3 separate regions of the Rattus norvegicus genome follow, and regions 1 and 3 are each linked to region 2. The links are chromatin contacts, called in public Hi-C maps. All regions are on one chromosome and are shown on one strand. The core of a region is the stretch at or near the end of the contact, and the rest is flanking DNA. Distances in the headings are between cores, read along the strand shown. Region 1 has its middle 36 kb from the start of Il1rl1. Region 2 overlaps Il1r2 (interleukin 1 receptor type 2). Region 3 overlaps Il1r1 (interleukin 1 receptor type 1).

The links. Hi-C and Micro-C count contacts between places; a contact is called where the count stands out from the background.
Region 1: a contact with region 2 is called in a Hi-C map of the A7r5 cell line, with 10 times the contacts expected there. The contact joins two enhancer-like sites. A contact is called at or near these places in 10 of 12 Hi-C or Micro-C datasets (the A7r5 cell line, Schwann cells, frontal cortex and 6 more) and 1 of 1 datasets of contacts at active chromatin or transcription factors (oligodendrocytes).
Region 3: a contact with region 2 is called in a Hi-C map of the A7r5 cell line, with 7 times the contacts expected there. The contact joins two enhancer-like sites. A contact is called at or near these places in 9 of 12 Hi-C or Micro-C datasets (the A7r5 cell line, the Rat2 cell line, Schwann cells and 4 more).

Annotation. Positions count from the first base shown.
Region 1 is chr9:50,134,347-50,137,951 of GRCr8, forward strand. No RefSeq gene overlaps it. Among named protein-coding and RNA genes, the nearest start is that of Il1rl1, 36 kb to the right of the region's middle. Within about 2 kb of position 2,030, at least 7 of the 93 cell types and tissues checked have an H3K27ac peak or open chromatin away from gene starts, as enhancers often do. A contact at or near this core is called in the A7r5 cell line, where this site is marked.
Region 2 is chr9:49,910,058-49,914,063 of GRCr8, forward strand. Il1r2 (interleukin 1 receptor type 2) reads left to right here. Exons shown (of 9, transcript NM_053953.2): 5 at 78-252; 6 at 3,093-3,155. Among named protein-coding and RNA genes, the nearest start is that of Il1r2, 32 kb to the left of the region's middle. Within about 2 kb of position 1,689, at least 15 of the 93 cell types and tissues checked have an H3K27ac peak or open chromatin away from gene starts, as enhancers often do. A contact at or near this core is called in the A7r5 cell line, where this site is marked.
Region 3 is chr9:50,057,250-50,060,912 of GRCr8, forward strand. All of the region lies in intron 3 of Il1r1 (interleukin 1 receptor type 1), which reads left to right. Among named protein-coding and RNA genes, the nearest start is that of Il1r1, 25 kb to the left of the region's middle. Within about 2 kb of position 1,827, at least 8 of the 93 cell types and tissues checked have an H3K27ac peak or open chromatin away from gene starts, as enhancers often do. A contact at or near this core is called in the A7r5 cell line, where this site is marked.

The sequences.
Region 1 (3,605 bases), core at 780-3,279, 220 kb after region 2:
GAGACCCATATTTTAGGGCTGGACAAGGGTCAAGCTACAGCTGTGAGCCCTACTTTCTCCAACAGTGACTCCATTCTGATAATTTGATAAAAGTCATTTAGTTTTAGGGTTTTTTTTTTTGTTGTTGTTTGTTTTGTTTTGTTTTTGAGAGCAACCTACAAGTGCCTACCATCTTGGAGGTAGATGGGGTTCTTACAGCCTTTCATTGAGATTTACGGCATGCCCATAGGATCCACACCCCAAACTCTTTTACTGTTGTATTTATAAAACACGTAACGGTACAATTTTTACAGGAGTCTCAGTGGTTGGCCATGATCAGAAAGTGAGTCATTTGGATTCTTCATAACGATTAATTGGGGAAAAGCCCCCTTGAGTTTTAGTTATGTTTGATCCGTTATTAGAGATCCCCAACTAGTGTGTCGTAAATGAGTTTCAAGTCTACTGGGGCACAGAAAACTCCATTATCAGCAGTAGAGTTGGTCCAAAACCTCCCTGTGGGTGCCTTAAACCGTGGCTATGCTAAATTCAGTATATGGCACGATTTTCTAAATGTTTGTATGTAATGCATACTTTAGAAACAAGTTCACAATAGTGAAAGGAAAATCAAATATTTCTAGTAATAGATTCTGTTACAAATTTATGTGGTGGTGTACTCTCTGTTCTCATCGATCCTGATCCCACTTGTCAGAAGAGACGATGCCTCTGCTGACTGTGAACAGCTAAAACCTCAGAACACGAGACCACAGATAAGAGGGCCACTGTGATGTCTCCTGCTGTGTTCAGAATCCTGGCCCCGTCTATTCATACTCACGGCCGTGTGCATACTGGAAAAAGATAAGGATACTCACACACTGTCCCATCCGTTCTGGCTTACATGGAAGAAATGGAGGCCCAGAGAAGTGAAGTAACTGGAGGCACAGGTCTCTGGAGTGGAGAGGCAATGACTAGCTTAGATCTCTTGGACGGTATGCCAAACCTCAGCCCAGGACACCACTGCTGGTTGGAACCATGCAGATCTTTGAGAGCGATGGAGCCTCTCAAGTTTGTTACTTTATGTAGACGAGAAACAAAGACAACAAAAAGAGTGGAAACAGAGTGGTGAGCAGGCAGGAGCTGGTTTATTAAGAATAAGTCAGGAGAGACTGAAGCTTCCATATTGGGAAGGTTTCTGGGGAAGTTGACACCAAGCTCCTTGCCTGTGAGTTTTTAAATAAGACTCATGACAGAAACTGGGCAAAGATTGATGTGATTTCTGGTTAATTCTGTAGGTGTATCATAGGCAGAGCCAATGGTAGGCCTACATACTTTTTGTATGTTGCCTTGGCCTAACCAAGGTGATGATTATATGCTGGATACCCTAACAGGGACTAATTCTAAGTCATGTTCGCCCTTCATTTTTTTCTTGACCTTGGCTAAGTTTGCTAGCCCTTGATCTTGGCAGAGCCTGCTGGCTCTGAAACTTGGCTAGGTATTACAGATGTTAATTAAACCATGATTTCTTTGTTCTCACCTTTACATGACCACCTGGTAGTTTACCTTGGACTAGTGCCTTTTCTGGACACGGGGAACTAGCAACTAACTCCTGTTGAAGCTACCAATGTATCTGCAGTTTTCCTGGGGTACCTACCTTGTATTTACTCCTTGTCCACAGGGTGATCTGAAGGGAAGCTCCTTCCCGGACCAGGTGGAGGCATTTTAGAAATCACCCTTACAGATAATTAGTCTGTTGCTGTTGTAAAGACATGCTGCTGTGTATTTTCCTCATGGGGGCTTAGTGAGGGTCAGTGGGAGCCTGCCAAGAACAGCTTTGCTGTTTTGCTAACAGCCTTGTTTCTCTTATCCTAGTGTGGCTACCTCATACTCAGTTGCAAGCCCCATTGTTTCCCTTCCTCCGGCTTCCTGACCTTGCTATTTGACCTAACACCATTTTTAACTTCACTAGTTTGCTTCCGTTGCTGCAGAACTACACAGCTAATACTATAAAAACCCGGAAAGGGAGTGCCAGACGCACATAGCTGTGGCCTCTCTGGTTTCTCTCCACTCACTATCAGCTTTGGAAGTTTAAAGACTTTCACGCTGTGTCATCTTGTCCAGCGGTGAGCAATCTGATAGCTCATGCATCCATGAGGGATTTAACAGTAGGGATCAAGAATGCCCTGAGTGGACGTTTCATAAATGGATGCTTCCAGAGTGCTAAGGATTTTTAAGATGGGCGTGGCCAGTAAGGCTGTGCATCTGTTATTTGTTTGCACAGATTCCCGGGTGTCTTAGTCGGGTTCTCTAGAGTCACAGAACTTATGGAATGTCTCTCTATACTGAGGGACTTTATCGTGATGACTTACAGTCTGTAGTCCAACTAACTCAACAATGAGCAATTGCGAACGGGAAGCCCGAGAATCTAGTAGTAGGTTCCAACAGATGTGCTGGCAGGTAAGTGCAAGCAGGTGAAGAGTGAATCTTCCTTCTTCCAATGTCCTCATGTAGGTCTCCAGCAGAAGGTGTGGCTCAGATTAAAGGTGTGCACCACCACGCCTGGATCTGGGACTTGCTTTATCCCAGGCTGCCCTTGAACTCAGAGATCTCCTGAGATTAAAGGCATGTACTACCTTCCCTGGGCCTAAACTTTTCATGGTCACTAATGCCTTAAGATCTCCATGCCAAGAACTAGGTCAGAGGCTTGTCTCTCCCAGCCTCAAGATCTGGATTGCAGGTGTGCCCCCCCAATTCTGGATTGTTGTTCATTCCAGATATCGTCAGGTTGACAGCCAGGAATAGCCATCACACCAGGATTCATATCTGAGACAAAGCTTTAACATAGAGCATGGAATCAATTGAAGTTCACCTATCGACCAGAGCCTTGCTTCTGCCTAGGAGTCTTCAGACCCAGGGCCTGGGGGTGTGAAGAAGAGAGTCTCTTCAGGGCCAACTCCACTACCATCACTTACATGGGGTGGGCTGGGGGAGGGCTGCTGAGATGACTACCCAACTTCCCTCATTTAGTGGCTAGCCTGAAGCAATAGAAACATTTTGAAATGCAGTATGGACATGACAAACATGTCACTCAGAGAGATGGATTAGATATGTCTGAGAGAACTTTGGTGGTTATGGAAAGTGGTTACTGCGTGAAGGGAGCTCAGCCACTCAGCTGGCACTGGATGTTTTGCTGGGGACAGCTGACAGTTTCCGGAAATCCTAAACCTTCTGCCAGTTTTTTAAAGTGCACATGCACGCACACGTGCACACACACACATACACACACACACACACACACACACACACACACGAGTCCCTGGAGACAACATGTTTAGAGTTAGAGTTTATGGAATGTGTCTCTTCTCCAAGGCAGGGTCCAGGCTGCCTGACATTCATGAGAGTTGTTGTCCTTTCCCACTTAGGGAAGTACCACAGTCCTTCCTGACCCCTCCTGAATGTTCACAATGTTTCATTCCTAATGGCCTCTCTCCACCAACTTGCCTGATTGCCTGCTCTTGGATCTGCAGAGGAGGAGCTTAGGGAACTTTGAAGGACAGCCCCAGCAAATGTATGCTAAAGATGGCTGAGGTGCCAGCATTGACCTTCAGGGACATCCATCCTGACAAGCTATA
Region 2 (4,006 bases), core at 439-2,938:
TCCACATGGATTCATAACGATGATACTACACTCGATGTTATTCTATAATGTAACTTTAAGATACATTTCTCCCCAAGGGCTCCATCCTCTTGGATAAAGGCAATAAGAAATTTCTGAGTGCGGGAGACCCCACACGCCTATTGATATCCAACACATCCATGGGAGATGCAGGCTATTACAGATGTGTTATGACATTTACCTACGAGGGCAAGGAATACAACATCACTAGGAATATTGAACTCCGGGTCAAAGGTAAATACTCAACACTGAGGTACCTGACTTGCCTGGTTCTAGAAGCAACATGGTAGAAAATTCAGGACCACCTAGAAACCCTCGAACGTCTTTGGCATGAAGGAAAAAGAAGAAAAACAAAATGTATGCCAACTATTCTAAATGTTACTAAAACACGGACAAGATACTTTAAGAAATATACAGCAGGAAGTTCTAAGAGAAGGAGAATTCTTGGGCAGGAAAGGGATTAAAGTAGGCATTTGAAGGGTGCAAGGCTAAAACTCACCACTAGAGGGAGCAACACCAAGGGGTCCCGGGAAATGGAAGGTTTGAGCACCGCGAGCTGGTCAGGACGCTCTTGCCAGAAGCAGGGAGAGCTTACTGCAGTGGTTCTCAACTTGTAGGTCATGACCCCTTTTGGTGGGGGAAGGATGTCACCTATCCTAGGTGTCAGGTCTTTCCAATACAATTCTTAACAGTAGCAAATTATAGTTATAAAGTAGCAACTCACTAACTTTGTGGCTGACATAAAATAACAACCTGAGTAACTGCATTAAAGGGTGGCAGCTTCAGGAAGGGTGAGAACCACTGTTTTTCTGGGGTTTCGACCAGAGCGCTGAGCATTGGCATAGCCTGTGCAGAGTGCCCTGGCTGTTGGTCATTGAAGCTGTATCCAGATGCCCTGTGTACAGGCTGACCACTACCTGCTTGAGAGCTTAACAGAAACCTTCAAAATCTGGATTTTTTTTTCAAGAATTCGTATATTTTCACCAGCATAGTAAGATCTTGGGGATAGGCATAAGTTTAAACTTGAAATCAGTTTAGGCTTCATATATTTTATTCATATATTACACAAAACCCAAAAACCGTTTGATGTAATATTTAATTAATTAATTTTTGGAGACAGGGTTTTTGGCTATACTTAGAACGTCTATGTGGTCCAGTGGCTATGAGCTGGCTTCTAATCAGAGAACCTATTGTAGCTTTTCCATGCTGTAGTCACTCATGAATGCCACCAGGTCGACTATCACAGTATTTTAATTAATTCTGTGCATCAAAACAGAGTTTTATGGTATGGAATTTTCCATGCACAGCATTATATTGCTGCTGAACAAGTGAGGTTTTAGAGTAATTCAGATTTTGAAAACCTGACGGATTATACTTGAAAAGAACGTGATAGACAGGGCTGGCTAGCATTGAACAGTCGTTTAATGTCTACCCCTCAGCTCTTACATGCCAGAGAGGAAGCGAGGTGAAAGGAGAGTAGAATAAAATATGTGAGCCCCAGAGGCTCATTTGTGTCATTATCCTGCCTGAATTGAAGCCTCTGGGGTATACTTGTTATCCTGTCCTGTGAGAAGAGAACAAGACATCTTCTTGCTCAGTTCGGGGTGGTGCCTGAGAGCGGGCCTCACTACTTGTCTGTGTGACACTGCACAGAAACGCTAGGGGGCGGCAGACCCGCGTATTGTACCGAGTTCTGAAACTGGGGCCACACCGTGGATCTTAAATGGGCTGCCTTGTCTGGCTTCAGTGTGAGAGGAAGCACCTAGCTTTGCAGAGACTTGAAGCCCCAGGGTTGGGGGATACCCGGGATGGGGTGCCCACTCGCTCAGAGGAGAAGGAGAGGGGTGAAAGGGAGGGATTGTGGGAGGGATTATGACTTGGAGGAGGGGTCAGTGAGCAGGAGATAAAGTAAGTAAAAAAAATCAATCAATAAATCAAATAAAATTTGATGAGTTGCGCACAAGATATAAGAATGGGGGGTCCTGAACCAGACGCAGCAGAGTTACCTGAGTACTCCTCACACACACAATCCAAGTGATGCTCACACAGGGAGAATCTGAGTGCTTCTCACATGCGTGCGAAGTTTGAGTGTACTGCCCCCTCTTCCCTGCCCCCAGACTCTGAGTAGCACCCACACAGGAGAATCTAAGGTCCTACGTACATCTGATAAACAGGATCTTGGGAGCTTGAAGTGCTATAATCTATATTTCCCAAGCCCTTCACCCTTAAGGCCATACAGGCACACCCTGGAGTTGGAGAACCACTGCGTTGTCCTATTTGTGATGCTGATCTTTCTCCCTTGATTGTCCCAGCCTTGTTAGAGGCAGCGATGCCACTTTCACAGTGGAGAAGCCACCTGTTCCTTAAGCTACACTGTCCTCTCATCTGGTGCTTATGTCATATGGTAATTTAAGCGCTCTTTAGTAAGCAAAACCGAGAACCGTGAGGCCAGTGGAGGGATGGCTCCCAGCCCTCCACTCCCATCTCTCCAGATGGCCCTTTTGCTCCACTTCAGGTGCCCAGTTTCCTCCAGGTTGTTCGAATCCCTCGGAGGTCCACTCCAGCCTCGGAAAAGAGTTTACCACCTTAGTTAATAAGATATCAGTGACCAAGGTATGTCACTGAATTTAGTACCCAGTGTGGGATTAGCCTTATACACAGACGACTTTCTAACCCATTTTCCAACCCCCATGCCTGCTCATGAAGAAATGGCTAGTCTTGAGGGAGGGCAAAACCTTTAGGCAAAACCCATCCAGTGGCTATCATCAGTATGCATTCAGGAAGCCTGGGGGAGGAGTAGCTAATTGTTCATCACCGAGCAGATAACAAAGACCATCTGCCAGAGGAATGTGTAACTGTGGCCTCTTCCAGTAATGTCTCTGCCGGGAAAGCATTGGCTTAAGATGCTCACTTTCATGGGGAGCCCATTTCCTTTGCCAGACAAAGGCTGATTCTCACAATGTCTGCTCGCACGGGGAAGGGCCACTTAATTAGCTAAAGAAGGAAATCTGCATCTCTACTGGAAACCAAGGCTTCCCGCCTAATGCAATCTCTTTTCCTTTCAACCTTCTCAGGAATAACCACAGAACCCATCCCTGTGATCATTTCTCCCCTGGAGACAATACCAGCATCTCTGGGTAAGGACCTCAAGAATTGTTTTACCCACGTGCCCATGGCGGTGACTGAAATTATCAGGGCTTTGGGGACCTGCGTCGGCTGACCACTTTATGGCTTTGGGTGCACAGTGACGGAGTGGAGCCCGCAAACCACGATATGTGGGGGCTGACATGACCACTGTAGGGACCTTTGTCTTTGCCAAGTATTGTCTGGCGTATTGCCATTATTTGAGAGCAACGATACTTCATTTTCTGGAAGTCATACCCACAAAAACCTAAAGGCAATGGGGCAAATAATTTGGTAATAGCTATTAACTGTTGGAAGGGGTCCACAGAGGTGGCATCTTTAGTACATTCAACGTAATTTATGTTCTCAATATTTAGCAGCTGCTCAGAACCCCTTGAGACTCTTGTCAAACAGAGCCAGCCGTGACTGCAGACAGTTTCCTGTTATTAGAGTAGCTGGTATATTCATCAACGGTATGATGAAAGGCGGTTTCCGTTTTCAACCCCTGCTGATGCAGGATGTCCTGGCCAACAAACTTGTTGGATGGTGCACAGTGGGTGGGCAGTAAAGGCACTTGAGTGAACTGTATAGATGCTTTTGGAAGTTCAGGGTAGGGAAGGGCTGCCCAAAATTATTGAGCAAGTAGATACTCTGCCCTGTGTGAGCCAGCCCTGTGTCCACACCGACTCTCAACGAAGGTTTTATTTTTACTATTTACCACAGGAAAAGGAGTAATCGGGACATAGCACACTTTAGAAACTCAAAAGTTAGAATCACATTGGGCTGCAGATTCTGGTTAGCGTGCCTGGGAACCTGGCATGTACCTACCCCTCCATGTGCTTGTTTTTAACAATACAGGCTTTAT
Region 3 (3,663 bases), core at 577-3,076, 150 kb after region 2:
CTTAATTTTGGTAACTTTATAAAGCTTTACAGGTTTATAAGATTTTAGTATTGAGTTTTGTGGTGCTCAGAGATAAGAAACCAAATGCCTTGTTTGTCAATTTGTATGAAATGTCCTGATCATATTTTGATTGGGATTATATTGAATATAAATATGTTTGGAGCAGAAACAGCTTAACAAGAGCAGTTCTTCTGTTTTACACACACAGGGTTTATCCACTTGTTTGTGACTTACTGAGGCGAAATTTTCCGATTTTCAGTCTATAATTTGATTTTATATATTTAACCTCAGTTTTTAATACCTTTTGGTACCACTGTAGTGTTGGTTTCCAAAAACCACAGTTTGCTGAGAGTTTTACAGAATTTTAATTAAATGCCTCTTTTTTCATCTGTTGAGATTTTCGTATCATTTAAATAAATCTCTTAGCATATAGGGAATATTTAAAGCTTTAATGTTTTTCAAATATAAATTTACAATACATATCTTTTATATTCTATAGGATTCAATTATGTAAAATATCTGAAAGACACACACCTGTATTTATAAGAGTTTGGTTTGTAGTTTTGTCGTAACGCGATTGGTTTGGGTAACATGTGACACTGATATCACACTGAGTCTGGAGGCATCACGGTCTCCTTAATATTTGGGAGGATTTGCTCAAAACTGACAGTCATGTCTTTGACATCTGGAAGGACATGAAGGTGAAGCTATCCAGACTTGAAATGTTCTCTTTTAGGATCTTTTACAACAAGTTCTCTTAGAAGGCACAGGACAGTTTAGGCTATCTGTTTCCCCTTGGGGAAGTTTCAATAGGTTCTGTCTTTCAAAAATCTTAGCCATTTTATTTATAATGTTGGATTTATTACAGTAAGGCTGAACATAATACTCCTCTTACCTTTCTAAGATACCTTCGAGACTTCTTTTTTCTCCTGATTAGAGATTTACTTACCCTCTCAGATCTTGTTTTGTTTTAGATCTTTATTAATTTTTATGAAAGATGTATATCTTCTGGAATCTTTCATTTTTCTTTATTCTTCTCTTTTTATTTCAACGTTTTCTTCCCAGGTATTATTTACTACCGACTTACTCTGCTGCTGGATTAATTGAGTTTGGTATTTTCTAAATGGTATACTAGCTTACCATTTTCCGGAGCCGTTCACACCCAGGATGGCTGTGCCCGCAAGGCCTAGTAATTTCTAGGGTTTGTGGACAGTTTGCCTCCTAGGACCTGCTTTTGGTGTGATGGCTGGCCCAGAGCTGTGCTTCCAGACCCCTCACCATCAGCCTTTCACCCCCACACCCAGCTTTACTCCTGCTACAAATTAGTGCACAGCCAGCCAGGTGGTGATCGCTCCTACCACATGGGTGCTCTGCCCCCTGTGTGGATTCTGAAACAGCTGAGCTGGCCACTGAGGGTTTCAAACCAAAAGCTGAAACTTACTCGTTTAGACTCATTCGTTTAAAGTGCTCATTAGTTGTTTCAGTCACAGCAATGAGCAAAAAAAAGACTGATAAAGAAAGTTAGTACCAGAGAAGTGACCCTACTGCTGTGACAAATGTAACCATCTTTGGGGGGGAAAAAAGAAACAAAATTTTTGAGGAATTTAAGGGAAAAAGAGAGATTTTAGTCAGAAAGAGCTGGAATTTTGCAATCAGAAACTTCTTTGTGATTCTGGTGGGAGCTCGGACTGGAATGCCAGTAGGAATGTGAAAATTTAAGATAGTTCTCTGTTGATTCAGAGGCCATTACGAGATACCACCTTCTGGCAAAGAACTTGTCTGGTGTTGTCCGTGTCTGGAAACTATGTGTGAGCTGAATTTAGAGCTGACTGGTGATTTTACGGAGGGGATCAAGGCCGTCCAGCATTCAGACTGCAGCATGGTTGTTATTGGCTGTGTTCTGTCAGGTTTAGAGTGAGGTTAGGGGTCTCGCTGCAGAGCGGAGGAGTTACAGACTTGCCATTGGTCAGAAAAAGCCAGATGAAAGCTGAAGCTAAAGAGATGTGGTGTCCGAAGATATTGGTGCCTTTTAGAAGAAGTTGAGTGTTTTACAAGTTCGTGTCAAGGGTATGAGTGCATCTCTGGGATGCCCACCTCATTACCAAGGGCCACTTGCCCAAGGAAAAAGCACTGTTTCTCTTAAGTGTGTCTCCCCAGGCACTCAGAGGCCATGCAGCAGTGGTTCAAGGAGGTACAGTTAACATTGAAGCTAGCAGCAGACCCTAGTGTCAGCCATACCATGCCAGCATTCATGATATAAAAATGTAAGTTTCCAAAGGAATTCCCGAGTATACAGATGCTGTAACAGGCTTGGGAGCCCCGTAGGCAGCCCTGAGAGATCATTTAGAGAAACTGGACCCTGTGGTAAGTTTTCCTGATTATTTTTTGATATGCCCAGCCCACTGTGAGTAAGATAACGTTTTTTGTTATTGTACAGGTGCCCATAGTAAGAGAGAGTCTTGAGCCTCAGTAGAGACATGGCCTTAGAGTTCTGAGCACAGTTAAAACTTTAAGGACCTTCTTGTACAGATTCTTACAGATGGGCTAAAAGCAGTTTGCGATGTAAACAGTCATGACCCTTTGAGGGCCAGAGGTTGGATGTTAAGGTTTGAAGATTAAAATTTCCCCCATCATATGCTAAGTACCTGCCACTGTGAAGTTTCACTGTGAATGAAATATTTAACAGGGCATTTTTGTCTGGTACTGTTTTCTTCTTTGTGAAGGAATTCTTTGACTATTTATAGAGAGTACAGGTCCCCTGAGAAGGGGTTCTTAGAGCTTTTAAAATCCTCTCTGTGATTTTGAAAGGCATTTTCACTGGAATTACAGCTGGATAATAGCTTTACTCCCTAGAAGGATGGTTGTAGCCCTTTTGGTTTTGTTTGTTAACTATTGTTACTTAAAAATGAAAAAGCAGCCAGGTGATGGTGGCAGGTGCGTTTAATCCCAGTGCTTTGGAGGCTGAGGCAGGTTGATCTCTATAAGTTTGGGGCCAGCCTGGTCTACAAAGTGAGTTCTAAGATAACCAAGACTACACACAGAAACTGTGTCTTGAAAAAAAAAAAACCAAAGTAAACAGATACATTTTTAAAATAGAATATCTCTGGCTACTTAAGATTTTCTTTCTGTCTCTGGTGTTGATAATTTTGTTTTAGACAGTTGGTGTGAGTCCCCTTTTCCCTTTCTTGGTGTTCCTGGTGTTTTTTGGGCTCAGGCTCATTATAACATCTCGAGGAATTTCAGCATGTATTTCAAACACGACTTCTGTGTTCCCACACTCCCCTAGCAACTCATAGTCATCATGTCCCAGCTGCTTTAGCTGTCACTGAGTCTCAGATATTTTCTAATGTCATGTCTTCAGGTTTTCTTAATTTCTCTTCCCAGTGTATCTTCAACTTGGCGACACATTTCTTTTTTTGTCACTAGAAGACTTTTTCTTTTTAATCATTTTATGTCTCTGTTGACTATCTCTTACATCTCTTTGAGCATCTCGAGCAAATGGAAGACAGTATTATGTATGTCAGGCCGTGAACAGCCTTGCATCCTACGGCTGTCCACGCGGTTTGTTTGAGTGGGAGGGGGTGCATTCCGTCTTCACTATTCTCCGTTGTACGGAAGTCACTGTCTCCCCCTCCGTCATTCCTACCTTTACGCGAATAAGGA